Regions from separate parts of the Mus musculus genome. Here regions 1, 2, 3, 4 and 6 are each linked to region 5. Evidence: chromatin contacts called from public Hi-C, HiChIP or PLAC-seq and Micro-C data. All regions are on one chromosome and are shown on one strand. Each heading gives the region's core, a stretch centred on a gene start, on an enhancer-like site or on the middle of the called end of the contact. The rest is flanking DNA. Distances are from core to core; before and after follow the strand shown.

Evidence for each region. A called contact is a pair of places that touch in the nucleus more often than the background predicts. HiChIP or PLAC-seq counts read pairs in DNA pulled down with a chosen protein or histone mark.
Region 1: a contact with region 5 is called in an H3K4me3 HiChIP or PLAC-seq map of embryonic stem cells, with 5 times the contacts expected there. The contact joins two enhancer-like sites. A contact is called at or near these places in 1 of 15 datasets of contacts at CTCF or cohesin (the NIH/3T3 cell line), 4 of 484 Hi-C or Micro-C datasets (cortical neurons and embryonic stem cells) and 6 of 115 datasets of contacts at active chromatin or transcription factors (craniofacial prominence, embryonic stem cells and large pre-B cells).
Region 2: a Micro-C map of the HL-1 cell line shows a contact between it and region 5, with 7 times the contacts expected there. The contact joins the promoter of Rhno1 here to the enhancer-like site in region 5. A contact is called at or near these places in 9 of 484 Hi-C or Micro-C datasets (CD4 T cells, the HL-1 cell line, the N1E-115 cell line and 6 more) and 3 of 115 datasets of contacts at active chromatin or transcription factors (bone marrow-derived macrophages, embryonic stem cells and pancreatic cancer cells).
Region 3: a contact with region 5 is called in an H3K4me3 HiChIP or PLAC-seq map of pro-B cells, with 4 times the contacts expected there. The contact joins two enhancer-like sites. A contact is called at or near these places in 1 of 15 datasets of contacts at CTCF or cohesin (the NIH/3T3 cell line), 3 of 115 datasets of contacts at active chromatin or transcription factors (bone marrow-derived macrophages, pancreatic cancer cells and pro-B cells) and 1 of 9 other capture datasets (embryonic trunk).
Region 4: a contact with region 5 is called in a Hi-C map of cardiomyocytes, with 3 times the contacts expected there. The contact joins the promoter of Clec2d here to the enhancer-like site in region 5. A contact is called at or near these places in 2 of 39 promoter capture datasets (the C10 cell line and pre-B cells), 2 of 15 datasets of contacts at CTCF or cohesin (the NIH/3T3 cell line and large pre-B cells), 8 of 484 Hi-C or Micro-C datasets (B cells, CD8 T cells, LSK cells and 5 more), 8 of 115 datasets of contacts at active chromatin or transcription factors (the 230-238 cell line, astrocytes, bone marrow-derived dendritic cells and 4 more) and 1 of 9 other capture datasets (adipose tissue).
Region 6: a Micro-C map of embryonic stem cells shows a contact between it and region 5, with 4 times the contacts expected there. The contact joins two enhancer-like sites. A contact is called at or near these places in 16 of 484 Hi-C or Micro-C datasets (cortical neurons and embryonic stem cells) and 8 of 115 datasets of contacts at active chromatin or transcription factors (embryonic stem cells and large pre-B cells).

The regions. Positions count from the first base shown.
Region 1 is chr6:128,459,299-128,462,165 of GRCm38.p6, forward strand. All of the region lies in intron 2 of Gm10069 (predicted gene 10069), which reads left to right. Among named protein-coding and RNA genes, the nearest start is that of Gm10069, 22 kb to the left of the region's middle. Within about 2 kb of position 1,618, at least 18 of the 459 cell types and tissues checked have an H3K27ac peak or open chromatin away from gene starts, as enhancers often do. A contact at or near this core is called in embryonic stem cells, where this site is marked.
Region 2 is chr6:128,361,087-128,364,196 of GRCm38.p6, forward strand. Rhno1 (RAD9-HUS1-RAD1 interacting nuclear orphan 1) reads right to left here and starts at 1,825. Exons shown (of 3, transcript NM_001326585.1): 1 at 1,753-1,825. It overlaps Foxm1 (forkhead box M1), which reads left to right and starts at 1,908. Exons shown (of 8, transcript NM_008021.4): 1 at 1,908-2,031.
Region 3 is chr6:129,209,134-129,212,245 of GRCm38.p6, forward strand. All of the region lies in intron 2 of Gm38906 (a long non-coding RNA gene), which reads left to right. Among named protein-coding and RNA genes, the nearest start is that of Gm38906, 17 kb to the left of the region's middle. Within about 2 kb of position 1,433, at least 78 of the 459 cell types and tissues checked have an H3K27ac peak or open chromatin away from gene starts, as enhancers often do. A contact at or near this core is called in pro-B cells, where this site is marked.
Region 4 is chr6:129,179,170-129,182,371 of GRCm38.p6, forward strand. It overlaps Clec2d (C-type lectin domain family 2, member d), which reads left to right and starts at 1,446. Exons shown (of 5, transcript NM_053109.3): 1 at 1,446-1,578. The coding sequence starts at 1,512.
Region 5 is chr6:128,758,740-128,761,625 of GRCm38.p6, forward strand. No RefSeq gene overlaps it. Among named protein-coding and RNA genes, the nearest start is that of Klrb1c, 28 kb to the right of the region's middle. Within about 2 kb of position 1,557, at least 357 of the 459 cell types and tissues checked have an H3K27ac peak or open chromatin away from gene starts, as enhancers often do. A contact at or near this core is called in B cells, CD8 T cells, the HL-1 cell line and 16 more, where this site is marked.
Region 6 is chr6:128,478,420-128,481,436 of GRCm38.p6, forward strand. All of the region lies in intron 2 of Gm10069 (predicted gene 10069), which reads left to right. Among named protein-coding and RNA genes, the nearest start is that of Gm10069, 41 kb to the left of the region's middle. Within about 2 kb of position 1,597, at least 73 of the 459 cell types and tissues checked have an H3K27ac peak or open chromatin away from gene starts, as enhancers often do. A contact at or near this core is called in embryonic stem cells, where this site is marked.

The DNA of each region.
Region 1 (2,867 bases), core at 368-2,867, 300 kb before region 5:
TATTTCCAGCTTCAGTCCTTTTCCCTCACCCAATACCAGATCAGGTTCTCCTCCCACCCCCTGACCCCCACACTCCTCCCATGTTTATTATTAAAGCTGGTGTTTGACTATGTTTCTCCAGGGTGGTCTTGAACTCCAGAGCACCTGGCTTGGTTTTTGAGCACCTTGAGAAATGAGGGAGATGGGAGTTTGGTTTCTATTTGCTTAGAACTGACTGTGTTATTTCACTGAAGTTGGCAGTGATTCACATGCCCCTCCCCCAGGACAAGTGTTCCCTGGCTGGCCTGGAACTCATTAGGTAGACCAGGCTGACCTACAGAGATATGCCTGCCTCTGTCCCCCAAGTTCTGGAATTAAAGGTGTATGCCACCCTGACTGGCCCAAGATTCTAGATGTGTACATTTTCAGATTAAATCATCCTGAATCATTGGTTCTGCATAGTTAAAAACGAGAGTATTTACTTATGTTGTAGGATTTACAAGATTAATTGAAATGGGCTGTGTATTGGGAGTGTATGTGGTGAATAGAGGGATGGAACTATGTGCTGGTTATGTTGTCAGCCAGCTTGGCAAAGCTGCAGTGCCCAGATAGTTGGTCTGATTTTTTTTCCTGTTTTCTGGGAAGGTGTTTTTGAATGAGTATAACACTAAATTTGGCTGATTTTAAGTAAAGCAAATGAAGGGGGCCATTGAATAGGACAAAGTCTGACAGAGAAGTAAAAGCCAGCAGTATTCATGAACTACAAATTCGATCCTCTGTGTTCTCCAGCCTGATAGCCTCACCTGAAGAAGTTAGACTATATACACATATACACGCACATGTACACATGCATGCATGCACCCAACTGCTTCTGTTATCCTGGAGAAGCCGGGCTAATGCTTGTGGTATGATAACTTGAGTGTTTATGATTTCAGAAATTCCTAGTGGGATTCCTAACACCCAAGGTAAGGGGATGAAGAGCTGCAAGCTTTAGGTGCTCTGTGAAGACACAGCACTCAGGAATGGACATCAAATCTGATTTGACTTTGGACTTGAGACCTGTGGAAACTTAATGCCAAGGACCAGTCTTGACTTGGAGAGGGGTTCTGAGAGAAGGGGTGTCAGGGAGCAGCAAAAACAAAAGGTTCAAAGTCAAATCGTGGGTCCAAGCTGGTGGTGGCCTGGCCTGTGTTCTGCTGGAGGCAGCTTTCCAACCGCTTTTTTCTCTGTTCTGCATTCTCTCTCCCTCTCCCCCTCCCCCTCCCCCTCCCCATCTGCTCTTTCTCTCTGATCTGCTCTCTCTGGAGATCTCTAGGCAGTTCTCTTACTGTGTTCTGCTTGAGACAGTTCTCCAAGCAGTTCTCTCTATATATTCTAAAAAATTCTCTGGATAGCTCATCTCCTGCAGATCAAAAGCCCAGTCTTTTATTTTTCATATGGATCCAGTCATTTACTTCAGTTTTCCTTTAGATTATCCTATGAATCAGCATCCAGTGACCCCAGTCCCTTAACTCCTGGGAAACAGCAAGCACACATTTTCTTTTAACTTTGCAAAAGAATTCAGAGATCTCCCTGCCTCTGTTAAACACAGGTAATAAACTAGCTGGGTGAGACCCCGCCCTGAAATTACCATTTCTACCACACCTGAGCCTCAGGCTGACCTTGAACTCAGGAATCTGCCTGCCTTTTTATCTGCCTGCCTCTGTATCTTTCTGACAAGGTGGCTCGTTAATACCGCTGCCTTTGTTCTTTTAGATTCATGAAGCCCCTCATAATTCACATGCATCCTTATTTTTTCGCATAGCTGAGAAATTATATATTTTAAAAATCGCGTTTTTAGAGTTCTTTCCCACAGCTTTAAGGGCTGTCCTGAAGGTCCCAGTGTTTACCGTTTTGCTGAGACATTGGCCACACTTTGGCCTCCTGGACTCACGACTCTGATTTCCATGGAGTCATTAACATTAATTAACAGGGAAGACATTCCTTAAAGGAGGAATGCAGATTGGCTTTGCCTGGGAAGAAGCCTATGCACGCGGCAACCATCAGACGCTTGTGGAGGCCCACGTCTGCCAGCCCTGTCCCAGTAGCAGGAACCATGTCATTCTGACACCAAGGCCATGCCGGGACCAGCAACTTAATATGTCATTGTTTATAAACCATCCAGTGTGTGATCATTTCTTTTGTTTTTCAAGACAGGGTTTCTTTGCGTAGCCCTACAGAGTGGACCTCACTCTGTAGACGAGGCTGGATTTGAACTCAGATCCATCCTCCTCTCCCTCTTGACTCCTGGAGCACCACCACCATTCTATAGGATCCAGAATTACTAAGGAAGTCTGTGAAGAGGTTTAGGTTGAGTTGAAGTGGAAAGACCCATCCTATGTATGGTATCATTCTGTGGGTTGTGAAGTCTTGGGATGAATAGCAAAGAGGAAGTAATGAATACTACCATTCATCCATGCTTCCTGCTGTGTTCACAGTGTGACCAGCCACCTCAAGCTCCCCACACCATGGGTTCCCCTCCATGATGGATTGTGGCCTCAAACTGTGAGATAATATAAACCCTCTCTGCCTTAAGCTGGCTTTGCCTGGGAGTCTTGCAACAGTAGAAACAAGTACTGCAGAAAATTGCTCCTGAGACATAATATTGTTCCAGTCCATGTTACAGAGTGGAAGGAGCTAGGTGAAGTTATATGTACTTACTTATTTAGATAGTTTAATACATGTACAATGAATATTAGTTTTATATCTTTAAATAATGATTTTATATTTACATGCTTATGACTCTTGGATTTTTATTTATTTACATAATCAACTCATATAGTAATTTTTTTCATTTATACAATGAGCTTCACCCTCCATCCCCCTTTCTAATTCCTTTGTGGTGGTTT
Region 2 (3,110 bases), core at 575-3,074, 400 kb before region 5:
CATCTAGGTTTTGTTAAAAGACAAACAACAACACAACAACAACAAAAAGAACAGCCCAGATTCTCTAGCATATAAGGAGATGTCAACCGAGTTACGGATTAAGTCGCATGTACTTAGCATCCAGCAATCCCGACTTTGCATGGTTTTGAATATATTCTTTTTGGCTTTCAGACTGAACCTCAGGCCTCAGCACATTAGGCAGTAACTGTACCTCTTGGCTATAGACCAGCCCTCATAGAATTATTTTGGCTTTTGTGAGACAGGGTCTCGCATAGCCTCCCCTGGCTTCAAATGCACTATGTAGTCTCCACCTCCCACATGATGGGATCACAGGCTGGCCCCACTGGGAAGGCAAGTTAAGGAAAGAAGGGCCTGCTCTGGCTCACAGATCCAGGGTACAGTGTTGAGGAGTCTCAGCAGCGGGAACTTGACAGCAGCTGGGCACATCACCTTAGCAGACAGGAAGCAGGTGAATTCTCCGGCTCAGTTTGCTTTTAGTCAATCAATCCACAATCCATGAAATAGGAAATAGGGCCACATCCCATCTCAGTTTTAGCTATATAATCTCTTACCCAAACAAAATCGAAGTCAGGTTTTGGCTCGTTTCTGCTCAGCCTTTGCCTATTTTTATTAATCTTTGAGATAGAGTCTTGTTATGTAGCCTTGGCTAGCCTGGGGCTGGCAATGTAGACCTGGCTGGCCTGGAATTCAGAGATCTGCCTGCCTCTGCCTCCTGGGTGCTGGAATTAAAGGTGTGCACCACCACACTCTGCTCACTCTTCAAACACAGTCTTATTATGTAGCCCAGACTAGACTAATGTGAGGCCCTTTTGTCTCACACCAGGATTATTGGTACGTGCCACATACCTAGCTGCTTACAACTTCTAACCGGGTTCCTTCAAATATTAAATAAGAACAAAATTCAGAAAGGCGAAGACCCTGCCTCCTGTCTCATAGCATACCACACTCACTACATCTTAGGCCTTTGTATTCAGCAGGCCTCCTCCCGGTCAAAGCAGCTCTCCCTTCTCTATTTACTTCAGGGTTTCCCTCTCTTCTGTGTAATGGGTAACAGATCTTACACCGCGTTCTCAGCTCCTTTAAAAAAAAAAAAAGGAAAGAAAGAAAGAACGGCTTTACTGTCCTAAGTCAAGATCTCATTAAAATAAACAAAGTTATCACAGGAGGCTGCGGGAGGGCGAGCCAGTGACCCCGGCTACTCCGAAGGCGGAAACACGAGGATCCAGAATTCTACACAACCTTGTGTCAGACAAAACCCACCGGCCTCTAACTTGTTCCTCTGTAGCTAGAATTCTACCGATCTGTTCATCTCATTCTGTGCTCCCTCGCCATCAGACGCTGAGGCCAGGGGGAGGACGCCCGGGTCCGCCGCTGTATCCTCCGCTCTTATCGTAAAGTACTTCGAGGGAATAAACGATCGTCCGGACACCTCGGGGGCTGGGGCCCGGGAGGAGGCGGCCACAGACCGGAGCGGGGCGGAGCCACGTAACCGCAAGTCTAGGGCCAGAAACCCAAGCCGGACCCCACGGAGCCGCGTGGACTGAGCGGGGCGGGGGACCCAGGGGTAACCGAGTGGGTAGCCAGCCCGGGGAAGTGGCGTACGCTGTCCCGGAAGGAAGTCGACCACTGAGGCAGGGCGGTCCGGGGCGGGGCGGAGCAGGCTGCTGGCCGCCGTCCGCGCGTCCCCGCGTCCCTCCCGCCGCCCCTCGAGCCCCGCCGGGGCCGCCTTACCCGCCCTCCCGGCCGCGGCCGCCGCTCCTCAGGACACCGAGCGTTCGGGGCCGGAACCCGGAGACAAGCCGGTGCCGATTGGCGACGCTCCGTCACGTGACCGCAACGCTCCGCCGGCGCCAATTTCAAACAGCGGAACAACTGAAAGCGGCGCTGCGGGACCCACCCCCGGCCCGGGCTCCCCCGTCACCCCGCCCCGGGCTCCCACCCCGGCCGTCCCGCCGGGACCCGCCGCCCGGGCCCGGCTCGGCCCCGCGTGGAGCAGACGCGGCCTGTGAGGTGAGTGGGGTGCGGCCGGGTCCAGGGAGGGCTCGGAGTCGGCACTGCCGGGGCTGTGGGGCGCGAGGGGGTGTTGGGCACCGCCGGGAAGAAGGTCTGAGCCTCCGGCCTCGGCCTTGCCGCCGCCGTGTTCTCCGAGCATCCCCGGACCCTGGGAACAGGCCTGCCCTCGGAGTCTGCATTTGCAGTCAACCCTGCCTCCGCCTCCACCGCTGCAGGGCGGGATCCTGGCTGAGTGTTGGTTGCAAGGTTCCCTGTTGAGTGTGGAGAATAATGGGGTCGTGGGGTGGCTCTGCAAGTCTCCTTCCGCTAGAAGATATTGGGAGTGTTAGGGAAAGGCTGGTCAAAGAGAGCCCCTGTGGTGGTGGGGGGGGGTGTCTAACATCTGATTGGGGTGGGGTGCAATGGGAAGGAAAACGAAAACTGAGATTTGAAGGTCGAGAGAACGGAGTATGAAGAGAGCTGCAGGGTGGAAGGGACCTGAGAACTCTTAAGCAGCTGGCAAACGTCAAAAGAGTGTAATCCCTTCTTTGGCAGGTGTCCTAAAGCGACAGCTGCTTTCTCTGTTTCTCACAGGATTGCAAAAGTGACAGGATTTAACTTAATGATAAATTATTCTATCTACCTATAAAAAAATCCATAGGAATGCTTTTTCTAAAGACTTCCTTCCTTAGCGTTTCAAAACCACTTTAGCATAGCCAGGCATAGTGGTGAGTGACTGTAATCTCAGCAACTAGAAAATTAGAGGCCAGAGGCTCAGCAGTTCAAAGCCAGCCTGGACTACAGGCGATTCTGTCTCAAATATAAAAGCCACCTTAAGCTTATTAATGATGGCACATCTTAGTATGAAGGAGATCAGTATTACAATCTTACTTTTGAAGCAGAAGATCAAGGTATATAGAGTATTATACTCACAAAACTAAAATATTGCCAGGCAGTGGTGGCGCATGCCTTTAATCCCAGCACTTGGGAGGCAGAGGCAGGCAGATTTCTGAGTTGCAGACCAACCAGGGCTACACAGAGAAACCCTGTCTCAAAAACAAAACAAAACAAAACAAAAAACAAAAAAATCCCACTAA
Region 3 (3,112 bases), core at 183-2,682, 450 kb after region 5:
ATTCATATCTTTATAACCCCATGACTCATTTACAGGTAACTTTTAACATAAGAACTATATTAGTAAGGTAGAAACCGAAAGATTTTAAACTAGTTGAGCCCTTGGCAGTAAGTTTTGACCTTTGTTCGTCTTACTTTTTCTTGTTTTTACAGAAGTTTCCAGCAGATCATTTGACTATATCTTCTTCCACTTTCGGGGAACTTAGACATATTAACCTCTTGCCCAAAAGCTCATCTGGAAGGCGAAACTATTAGTCTCAGCTTCATTGGCTAAATTAGAACATTTACTGAAATGTGTCATTACTATGTCTGGAGTGCAGTGAGTGGCTAACAGTAAGCTGAAGTTTTATGTTGTCTCAAAAGAAGGTGTCTCAGTGGTGGGTTGTCCATTAACCTGGCTTTCTGTTTGGGGATTTTTAATTTTTATTTTATTTTTCTGTCACAGGGGTAAGAAGCTGTGAGCTGCCAGTCAATACAATGTTGATTGCCTATTTTGTTGTATTTTAGAACCATTAAGCATTGAGCTGGCCCAAGGGTCAGGACCCTGGATGCAGGGGAAAGGAGTGTCTAAGTTACTCCTGGCATCAGCTCCTATGAAGGTCCACCAGAGAAGTAGAATTTATTTATTTAATTAAAAATTTTTTTTTCGAGACAGGGTTTCTTTGGAGAAGTAGAATTTCTACATAAAAGCTAATGGAAATTATTGTGGGGTATCCAACAGAGAACACTGCCTGGATTAAAATTTAAGCCAATAGAAATCTTTATCAGCTGGCTGGAGAGCATACTTGGTATTCAGGATCCCAGTGTACCACCAAGCCTTTATGAAAAAAAAAAAATCCCGGGTTGACACACTTCAGTTAACAAGCACATTTAGTCAGAAGCAGAATTAAAGAAGTAAAAAAGAGCAAGGTTAGTCATTTAGGGGCATTTCCATCACTATGGACTTTGATGGATCAGGTCTTTGTTTTCATTTTGGCAGGTGGTACCATCTATGTGCTGAGTTTAATGGCCTGAATGGTACTTCAATCATGGAGTCAGTTGTGCCAAGGTCTGGGCACTTGTTACAGAAGCCTAAAAATTAAAAAAAAAAAAAAGTGTAAGAATTGATAGCAATGGGTTTCAAATCAGATTGGTCCCTGCAGAAAGGAGTATTGATATGATATTGGTGCCATGCTGATAAAGAGTAGCCATCAGGCTGAAGCACAAGGAGCCAAGACAGGAGACAATATACAAAATGGTAGGACAAAGATGAATGAATCTAAAAGGAGCAAGAGAAGTTGCAGGAAAGAAAGAGGGTGGCAAGAAAGACATTTTGTCTGGAAAGATAGTAATCACTATATTCTCAAAAGAAAATAGCAAGCCAGACAAGAGCTGTCTGAGTTAAAGAAACAGATGAGCCTTCAGGCAGCCATGGGGCTGGTTACCACATTACAAACAAGGATGTTGGGTTTTTTTTCTTTTCCTGTTTAGTAGATGTGATAAGACGCTGTGGTATAGCAACTGCATTACAGATAACTCAAATTTTCCATCCCTTTGAAAATAACCTTCTTTGTTTTTTATGCTAGCTCGGTAGTCGTGAAGTATGGCGTTTCAAAATATCATGAACTTAATCTCTTTTATCTTAATTATCTTCTTTAGTTAGCTCACAAAATAATGAGATAAATTATGGCATTTCATGCATGTAGATTTCTATGGATGTAGATCATTGTGCTTTGTTGGGATCCACCCTTCTATCAAGCTCCTTTACCTTCTATCATGCTCCCTTTACCTTCCACTGATGACACCTCAACATATATTATACATTCAAGTGTAGATTTTTTTTTTGTGTAACCCTAAACTGGGTTGTTGGGTTGTTATTGTTTTATATATATATATATATAGTTTTATATATATATAACTATATATATAGTTATATATAGTTATGTATATAAAACAATATATATTATATCAATATATAAATTATATATACACATATATACATACACATATATATATTTTCCCCCCTATGGGAGAATGAAGAGTTTTAAGTTTCTTAAGTTAGTTTTATTATTTGCCTTCCTTGGCCATAAGGTGTTTTTGAGGGAACACTTAAGTATATATTCCCCACTTTTTTTGGTGGTTACCATTGATAGGAATGAATTGCAATAATAGAGGGTTATCCTCAAGGATTCTGTGAAATGTACATCTCCCAGAAGACAGTGATACCATTGGAGAAGACTGGGGTGGAGTGAGTCATCTGATTAACATATGAAATAAGCTAGTTGGGAAAAAAAAGAGTAGAAACTAATTTGGGGCTACAGAATAAAGCATGGGAAAGAAAAGCCTGGGGAGTCTCAGGGGAAGGTGGTGCTATATATAAATGACCTATAAGTGTCATGGCTCTGGGGCAAGAGTTTTCAGCCTCAGGCTTCCCCCTCCTTAGTTCTCTAGATCACTTCCATTTTCCAGAGTGACTTTCTCTTCTTTAATAAATCGTCTCAGTTTCTATCACTCACTATCCATGTGCTCACAGTCCACTTCTGTTTAGGACAAAAAAAAAAAAAAAAAAACAAGAAAAGAAAAGAAAAGGAAAGGAAAGGAAAGGAAAGGAAAGGAAAGGAAAGGAAAGGAAAGGAAAGGAAAGACAAGACAAGACAAGACAAGACAAGACAAGACAAGACAAGACAAGACAAGACTGTCAGCAGATGTCCTATGGACTCTGGTCCACACCTACAACAATATTTCATATTGGTTGGTCAGACTTTTTAATAAGTCTTGACTGCTAACAGAATAATACCCCCAAGTTATATACAACAAACTGATAACTTACTTGCAGCATAGAAAATAACTAACTGTGGTGGTTTGAATAAAAATGGCCCCTGTAGGCTCATCTATTTGAATTCTTGGTCACTAGGGAGTGGCAATCCTTGAGAGGGATTAGGAGGTGTGGTCTTGTTGGAGTGGGTGTGGTCTTCTTAGAGAAGTGTGTTACTGGAGGTGGGCATTGGGGTTCAGAAGCCCAAGCTGGGCTCAGTGGCTTTTTCTGCTGCCTGCAGATCCAGATGTAGATTTCTCAATTCTCCAGCACCATTTTTGGTGCATGTCTCCATGTTCCTTGTCATGATGACATGGAT
Region 4 (3,202 bases), core at 196-2,695, 420 kb after region 5:
TGGGTAGGAAAGTGGGGGGCAGGGTGTGGGGGACTTTTGGGCTAGCATTGGAAATATAATTGAGGAAAATATGTAATAAAAAAAAGAGTTGACAGCTTTCTTTCAAAACTTTAACCAAGACAAATTAATAAGTAAGTTACAGTTGTATTTTTTCAAAGGAGATGGACTCAGGGCTTAAAAGCTCTTGCCACATAATCCTGACCATCTGGCCTGGATCACAGGAGAACAGGGCAGCAGGAGAGGACAGACTCCTACACATATGCTGTGGCATAGATATGCCCCGCTCAAGAAATAAAGTAGTTTTTTAATGGGCCAAATGGGTAACTCTCCAGTGTTTCAAATAGTTGAATGTGACTATTGGATATAAATATTTATTACGCAGTAAAATCTGTTTGGTTTTTTTGATCTCCCCAGGGTTCTCTGTTTCCCAGAACTGTTGCAGGCCTGTGATAAGAAAGGGTAAGAGGTTCAAAGCTGTTAAAAACAATGAATTCATGAAATTCTTAGACAAATGGATGGATCTGGAGGATATCATCTTGAGTAAGGTAACCCAATCAGGAAAGAACACACATGATATGCACTCACTGGTAAGTGGACATTAGCCCAGAAGCTCAGAATCCTTTTTAGAAGGGGGAACAAAATACCCATGGAAGGAGTTACAGAGACAAAGTTTGGAGCAGAGCCTGAAGGAAGAGACTGCCAGAGACTGCCCCACTTGGGGATCCATTCCATAAACAACCACCAAACCCAGACACTAGGCAGATGCCAACAAGAGCCTGCTATAGCTGTCTCCTGAGGGCCTTTGTCAGTGCCTGGCAGATACAGAAGTAGATGCTCACAGTCATTCATTGGACAGAGCACAAAGTCCCCAATGAAGGAGCTAGAGAAAGTACCCAGGGAGCTAAAGGGATCTGCAACCCTATAGGTGGAACATCATTATGAACTAACCAGTACCCCAGAGCTCTTGACTCTAGCTGCATATGTATCAAAAGATGGCCTAGTCGGCCATCACTGTAAAGAGAGGCCCATTGGACTTGCAAACTTTATATGCCCCAGTACAGGAGAACGCCAGGGCCAAAAGTGGGAATGGGTGGGCAGGGGAGTGGGGGGGGGAGGGTATGGGGGACTTTTGGAATAGCATTGGAAATGTAAATGAGGAAAATACCTAATAAAAAATATTAAAAAAAAAAAAAAAAGAAAATCCCTGTGACCTCAGTAAGGTCAGCTTGAATTATGTTTCTAAATCAGAGTGTGCTGAAAGAGAAACGAAACACAAAGTAAACCAGAAGCAAACAGGAAAGTCAGTCTCCAGATGGCGCCAGTGTGGCTCCTGACCTTGAAATGCGTTTCCCAATGAGATTTTGTTAGGCCCTGAGCCAACCAAGCGTGTGTGTATGTACAGAAAGGAGGAGCTACAGGATTAGCTAAATACTGAAACCTCCCCACGTATTTGTGCCTCTCAGCTTTCAAGTTTCAATCCTGTAGTGGAAACTCAGCTCCTCAGCTCTGAGATGTGTGTCACAAAGGCTTCCCTACCTATGCTTAGTCCCACAGGCAGCCCGCAGGAGGTAGAAGTGGGTAAGTATTCAATAGTATTTGAACCAATGGGAGGGGCAGAGAGGAGTTTCAAACAGGGCAGGAAGGCAAAAGAGTTGAACCTTGAACAAAAGATTAAGAACAGAAGGGCGTCTGTGAGCCCGTCACTGTGGGTCTGCAGAGCAGGAGAATGCAGTCGGGATTAGCTATGAGGTTGTTACATTAGTTATTCTATCGGAGCATACAATACTCGAATAGTTCTCAGGCAAGAGAAATGAGCAGCGAGTCACCTTCTAACTGCCAGAGCTGTAGCCACAGCGTTCTCGCTTTGTACTTAGCTTGCTAGTCCACTCTTCCCAGGGATCTGGTAAGTTACAGTCTGGTGGATTACATCAAATTGCTGTAGTAAACGTTTGCTTTAAGTCCCTGAGTGAAGGAAACTCAGACAACAGCTTTGCAATGTGCATAGTGGCAGAAGTTGCCTGGGAAGCTTGGAGCTTGTGTTTTGCAGATCCATTGTAATTAAAATAGAATTGTAAGGGGGTGGCTTGGGGTGGGGTGGGGGTGGGGGGCGCTGAACCTACTCAGGACCAAATCCTTTCTGTTTTGAGCTCTTGATAAGTTACAGAAAAAGAATATAATGGGGTTTCCTACTTAATTCTTCAGAAAGGAAGCAAAATTGTGTTTCTTGTGTTTCAAACTGTCTATGCTCCATTATATTGTGTTCCTTTATTTTCCTTTTCCCCCTCATTCCTGTTTCTTCACATTAATTTTTTTTTTTTTAATTTGTGGAAAGACTACTGAATTTTGAGAAAGTAAGATTGACATCTATCAAAATACAAAATTCCCAACAAATGCTAATGTTTATCACTTAAACCAAGTATTCTGAAATAATAATAATAATAATAATAATAATAAATTATAATAAATTATTATTACTGAGGATGATGATGACTGACTGACTGATTGATTGATTGATTGATTCTTTGGCAAAGTCTCATACTTTACCCCAAGCTGGCCTGGAACTCCTGCTCCCTCTGCCTCAGCAGGGTTGACTTTTTAAAATCAAATACACAAATATTTAGCCATTGGAAACATTTCCTGAGAATGTGGAGCTTCTGTCTCAAGTGCAGCTGTTGCATAGCTAGCTGCAGGCATTTTGAAGCCTGTCTTGTGAATGTGGAGCTCCTGTCTCAAGTGCAGCTGTTGTATAACTAGCTGCAGGCATTACACAACTTCACTCCTTTGAAGCAGTAGCTTGTTTTATCATTGAAACAGTTTTTAAGTAAGCTAAAAACCAGGCCAGCAATACTTCATTTCTTTGGGTTTTTTGAGAGATCATTTCCAACATTACTTTTAAATAAAGACAGGAAAGTTATGTTCAAATTGTGCTATGGAACACATTCGAATTTAGAAGGAGATCTGTGTGTATACAGCAAAATTCCTGTTTACATATTAGAAGGAAACAGACAGTATCAGAATTATACTGGTGTAAACACAGAGGATTATCTGTAAATCTTACTCTTAATATCATATAAGAAATGCTGGTGTAGAACTCTAAATAAATAAAATTACCATTCTGAGTTTTTGAAATGCCCAATAACCATAAATGTGTTCCTTTAATTCCTAACTTGTTAAGAGTTCTTGTTATTTTAGACTAATATTA
Region 5 (2,886 bases), core at 307-2,806:
TGGGTAGGGGAGTGGTGGTGGGGGGGATATGGGGGACTTTTGGGATAGCATTGGAAATGTAAATGAGGAAAATACCTAATAAAAAAAAAAGTGGAACACTCCTCCATTGCTTGTGGGATTGCAAGGTGGTACAACCACTCTGGAAATCAGTATGGCAGTTCCTCAGAAAATTAGACACAGTATTACCTGAGAACCCAGCTATACCACTCCTGGTCATATACCCAGAAGATGCTCCAAGATGGAATAAGGACACATGCTCCACTATATTCATAGCAGCCTTACGTATAATAGCTAGAAGCTGGAAAGAACCCAGATGTCCCTCAACAGAGGAATGGATACAAAAAATATGGTACTACTCAGCTATTAAAAATGACAAATTCATGAAATTCTTAGGCAAATGGATGGACCTAGAAATATCATCCTGACTGAGGTAACCCAATCACAAAAGAACACACATGATATGCACTCGCTGATAAGTAGATATTAGCCCAAAAGCTTGGAATACCCAAGATACAATTCACAGACCACATGAAGCTCAAGAAGAAGGAATACCAAAGTGTGGGTGCTTCGGTCCTTCTTGGAAGGGGAACAAAATGCTCACAGGAGCAAATATGGAGACAAAGTGCAGAGCAGAAACTGAAGTAAAGTCCATCCAGAGCCTGTCCCACCTGGGGATTCATCCCAGATACTGTCACGAAACACTGACACTGTTGTGGATGCTAAGAGATGCTTGATATAGCTGTCTCCTGAGAGGCCCTGCCAAAGCCTTACAAATATAGAAGTGGATGCTCGAAGCCAACCGTTGCACTGAGTTCAGGGTTCCCAATGGAGGAGCTAGAGAAAGGACTCAAGGAGCTGAAGGGGTTTGCAACCCCATAGGAAGAACAATAAAATCAACCAACCAGACCCCCCCCACCTCCCACCCCCAGAGCTCCCAGGGACTAAACCACCACATGGCTCCAGCTGCATATGTATCAGGCATCAATGGGAGGAGAGGCCTTTGGTCCTATGAAGGTTCAATCGATGCCTCAATGTAGGGGAATTGAGGGCAGGGAAGCAGGAGTGGGTGGGTGGATGGAGGAATACCCTCATAGAAACAGGGGGAGGAGAGATGGAATAGGGGGTTTCCAGAAGGGGAAGAAGCCAGGTAAGGGGATAACATTTGAAATGTAAATAAATTTAAAAAAAAAAAATCAATTGAAATTGATTGCATTGCTTAAAGGCAACGGAAGAGAGACGGGATTTATTTGTTTTATTTAGTTTTTCTATTCTTCCTTTTTTAAAACTATTACTTTTTAATTTTGCATGCTCACTCGGTGTGTGTGTGATATAAGGCAAAAAAGGTGGCTGGAGAGACAGCCGTGGGTGCTGGGAACCGAACTCTTATATTTTTGGTTGTGAGCCTAGCCTTTAACGGCTGAGCCATCTCTCCAGCCCGCCCAGGAGGCACATTCTCGAGCTCATGTAGCTACAAGGCGTGGCCGTACGTCATTGCCATTGATCTTTCGTCATTCCCCGAATTCCTCTCAAAACCAAATACAAACAAAACCGAACTCTTGGCGGCGACCATTTCTCGCCGGCCGACTACTGATCGCTGCTTCGCCCGTGTAACACTAGCAAAATGGAACAGAAGGGTCGGGAGAACTGAGGACATGGATTGGAAGAAGGGGGTCGTGTCAGGACGGAAGCGTGGCGTGGGGAGAAGACAGGAGGGTCGGGCGTGTGCAGCTCTGCGTGGACAAGAGCGTGTGAGCTGCACTGGTGCCTATGCGCCCGAAGGACGCGAAGGATGCGATCTGGGTGCGTGGGCGTGAGGGTCTGTGAGGAAACTGGGTCTCGGAATGGTGTCAGTTCTAGAGATGTGTTTGGGGGTGGCGTGTGGCCGTGAATTTGTCTTCGTGTTGAACTTAGAAAAAAAAAAAAAAAAAAAGGTGAATGTTTTCCAGGAGAAAATTAGGAATTAAAGAAAAAAAATGTGTAGACCAGGCTGTCCTCGAACTCCAGATCCTCCTGCCTCTGCCTCCTTCAGCAAATCCTACCGGCCTGCGCCACCAGAACCGGCGAGCGTTGCTGCTGCTCCGATTCTACTTAGCTATGTATTCTATGACATCACCGCTTTCTCCAACGAGGAGACTATAGGGTACAACGCCCAGCAGGCCTTCGCCCCAAACCGCACCGTCAACCTGGCTCATGAGGTTCTCCGCCAGTCTCACGCACACTTCCCGCCTAACGTCAGCCACTCCTCACTCTAGGGAACCGCAACCTCATGAGCCCCGAAGCCTCTTTTCGCCCCGCGCCCCCTGCCGGTCACCCCAGCAAACACACTCCCGCACCTTCAGGCGTGCATTCCTCTGAATTCTCTGTATTCCTCCTTGGCTTGCGCTCTCTTGCAGTGCCCAGGGCTTTTTCTAGGTAAGCAGACACAATGGTCCAGGTAAAGAGACTGCAGAATTAGATCTCTAGTGTGCTGGTGAGGGCAGGGGAGTGTGATAAGGTCTCAGGGTGTCTGCTGGTGACCCTGTGTGCTCCGATGTTTCTTTCATTCATTTCCTTCCATTTGTCCTCATCTTTCTTCCACAGTCCGGAAGAGCCATCTGCTTTTCAGTTGGTTCACTTTGGTGTTTGTTGCATGAACTGGAAAACTCCAAAAGCCTTCAAATGCTTAAAATGTTAGTAAAACACTTCTCTGTGAGTGTTTGTGAGGACGTGTCCGGTGAACATTATTAGACTTTGAGGGGGTTAAAGGAATGAATGGGTAAATCCCTGGGCGGATTCAACATAGGATGGCATTTTGAAAGCACAGGTAAGAGATTGTGACCTGGTGGAGTCAGTAGTTAACACACAGCATATCCTAAGAGCACCATTGCACCCCGGGGCCTTCTCTGT
Region 6 (3,017 bases), core at 347-2,846, 280 kb before region 5:
TCATTTAACCCAAGTATGACCTATTCCCCTACCTTGGCCATGCAGCATAGGCCACATATTAACTAAGCCTACTTTTCTTCCCTTCTGTCTGAAACCTTAAACAGCAGACACCCTGCTCTGCTTGCTTTGAGGTACCTCAGAGACCCCGCTGTGCCACCTGAGGCCCTGTTGCTGCTGTTAAAACACTGGTTGAACCTCTTTTCCTTTCCCACCCTAAAGCTAAACAGTAGTGTTTTGAGGAAGTGATGCTAACTCAATTTGGAGGAATCGTGTTTAGAACAAAGAATACAAAAACAAACAGACAAATAAAAACCGTAAAAACAAAGTCAGATACAAAACTGTGTAATTGGCCAATGGGTGGTGGACAGTTGAGGGGCCTAGGCCATCGGACTCACTGGCCTCAGGTGACTCCACTTGAGGCTTCAGGGTGACAGGAAATTCCCAGGGTCTTCACCCAGCTGAAGCAGAGGGTGGCTGAGTAGTGATTTCTGGGGTGGGGAAGGGGGAAGTCTTTCTTCAAGTCATGTCTGAGAATCTCTCCTTGACTTTGGGTCGCCACTGTCCTGTCTCAGGTGAGAGGCAGAGTCTTCAGTGACTGTCCCTTCCTTTGCACACCATCAGTGTACCAAGCCCCCTGCCCCCCCCCACCCCCCCCAGCCCATGCATGTAACTGAAGCAGCCACATACTAACGTGATTCTCACCCATTTTTGCCCGGAGTGTAGGTTAGAGGGTTTAAAGCAGGGCAGAGGAGGGACTGGGTACTGAAAAAGACGTCTTGTTTAATGCTACAGAGCTCGTTCACTGGAGGTTTTATTTGAAGCTGTAGCCTGCATCCATGGTACCTCAGCACAGACAATACTTCACCGGGTCCTGAGGACTTGGGTTACTGCTTTTTAATTCTAGCAAAGACATTTTAAACAAACGCATGAATACAGAGAGAAGATCCCGGGGAATGCCCCAGCACCCTACGTACCGCTACAGCTATCAAATTGAAACCTCCCTCTTCATCCTTAAGCGTCATTCACACTTTTTTTTTTTTTGTTTGTTTGTTTTTGTTTTTCGAGACAGGGTTTCTCTGTATAGCCCTGGCTGTCCTGGAACTCACTTTGTAGACCAGGCAGTCCTCGAACTCAGAAATCCTCCTGCCTCTGCCTCCCCCTCTTCCTCCCTCCCTCTCTCCCACTGTGCTGGGATTAAAGGCGTGTGCCACCACGCCCGGCTTTCATTCACATTTTTTGCAACGAATTCCAGAGAGTAGGTCTTCCTCCTGCCCCTGACCCCCCTCTTCCTCCCTCCCTCTCTCCCACTACCAGCTTCCTTAAGGAGAAAGTGAGATAATCTAGACATTCGGTGAAATGAAGATCAGCTCCGGGCTGAGAAGTCAGGGAAGGAGGAAGGAACTGGTCTATTATAAATTTGTCAGGGCTCTGTGTTTCCGATATGAATTGAATCTCCTGCAAAGACTCTGTGCTGAGGACAGCCGTCTCCCTCTAGCTCCCCCTTGCGGCTGATTTCCTCTAGGTCGAGGGGGAGGGAGTCAGGGATAGGAAAACAGAATGGCTCTTGCCCCCCCTGCTGGCTGCCCGCGTGGATGACAGGAAAGGCCCACAGCAGGGGTGCACCTGGGAGGACGTTTCTTGGTTTGCGGTTCCTTCAGGAACCACCCCTCCCCAGCCCCTCCCCCCCAGCAGACAGGCAAACGATGGGACACGGTGTGAGGAAGGGTCTCCTCAAAGTTTTAGCCCCCGTCTTATCTACAGGTCTGCAGGGCTCCAGGGATGGCAAGGCTTACAGCGGGCCACAGCGGGCCGCAGCGGGCCAATGCCCACGAGGGCTAGCACTGCACGGTGCCAGGAGGAGCAGACTCCTGCTGTGTGTTTCTGGCATCCTGCATGACAGACACCAGTGAACCCATCATCCCTTTAAATGGAAACTCAATGGCAGAGGCTAGTTGTCCTAGCAACTGCAGGACAGAAGAGCCTTTGTCGGGGCTGGAGAGATGGCTCAGCAGTTAAGGGCACTGACTGCTCTTTCAAAGGTCCTGAGTTCAATTCCCAGCAACCACATGGTGGCTCACAACCATCTGTAATGAGATCCGATGCCCTCTTCTACAGTGTACTCATATAAATAAAATGAATCTTTAAAAAAAAAAAAGAGCAAAAAAGAAGAGCCTTTGTCACTGGCTGTGGCAACACATGCTGGTGACCATGTCCTCTTCTTCCCCCCCACCTCCCACTCTCCTTTAGACATGCAGGCCCCTAGTAGCTGTTGAACTATTGGGTTTGTCTTTATTAGAGAGACTGTCTCTGATTTATCAGACTTCACAGCAGAGAAGAGAGATCTGCGGAAGGAGGCAGCTGTGTAAATAGAGCCTGGATGAGACTGGCCTGGATCACCCTAGGCACTGTGGTCTCCCAAGTGGGATCTCAAAGATGGCATAGTCAAATATGGCACCATGGTGGGGACGTACTCCCAGCCTTGTCGCAGAGCTGTCTGGGATTTGAAGGCAATAATTATCTTTATTTTCAGTACTTGCCTTCTTTATGTTGGCTCAGACAAGTACTGTAGGGCATTTGAACAGGTTTCCTCTGTGGTCCGCTCTCTGTAGGGGACTCCACTGAGTCAGCTTGTTTTCAGACACTGAACAGCACGGAAAAGTTGACATGTCAGTTTGTGAACACAGAGGATCTGGAATGAACTTTGCCGTGCCACACTCTGTACCCTCAGTTCGAGATGGGAGGTGACAGCTGATAACTGTTACGAAAAGGCATTCTTGAGGCCAGCATGTGCCTGGGACTCAGCTTGGCTTCTGAAGACCATGAAGTGTGGCAAGCCTGACACCGACATCCGAATCTCTTCCCAGACCACAATGGGATTCATTTCTTCCTAGCTCTCAGGTGTCCATGATTTGAAGGCAGTACTGCCCGTTACCCACTCCAAGATTCTCGGATACAGTACACAGCCTCTCTCCTGGTTTCTGTATGCACTGCTCCTCCTTCAGGCTCCTCCAAGGCCA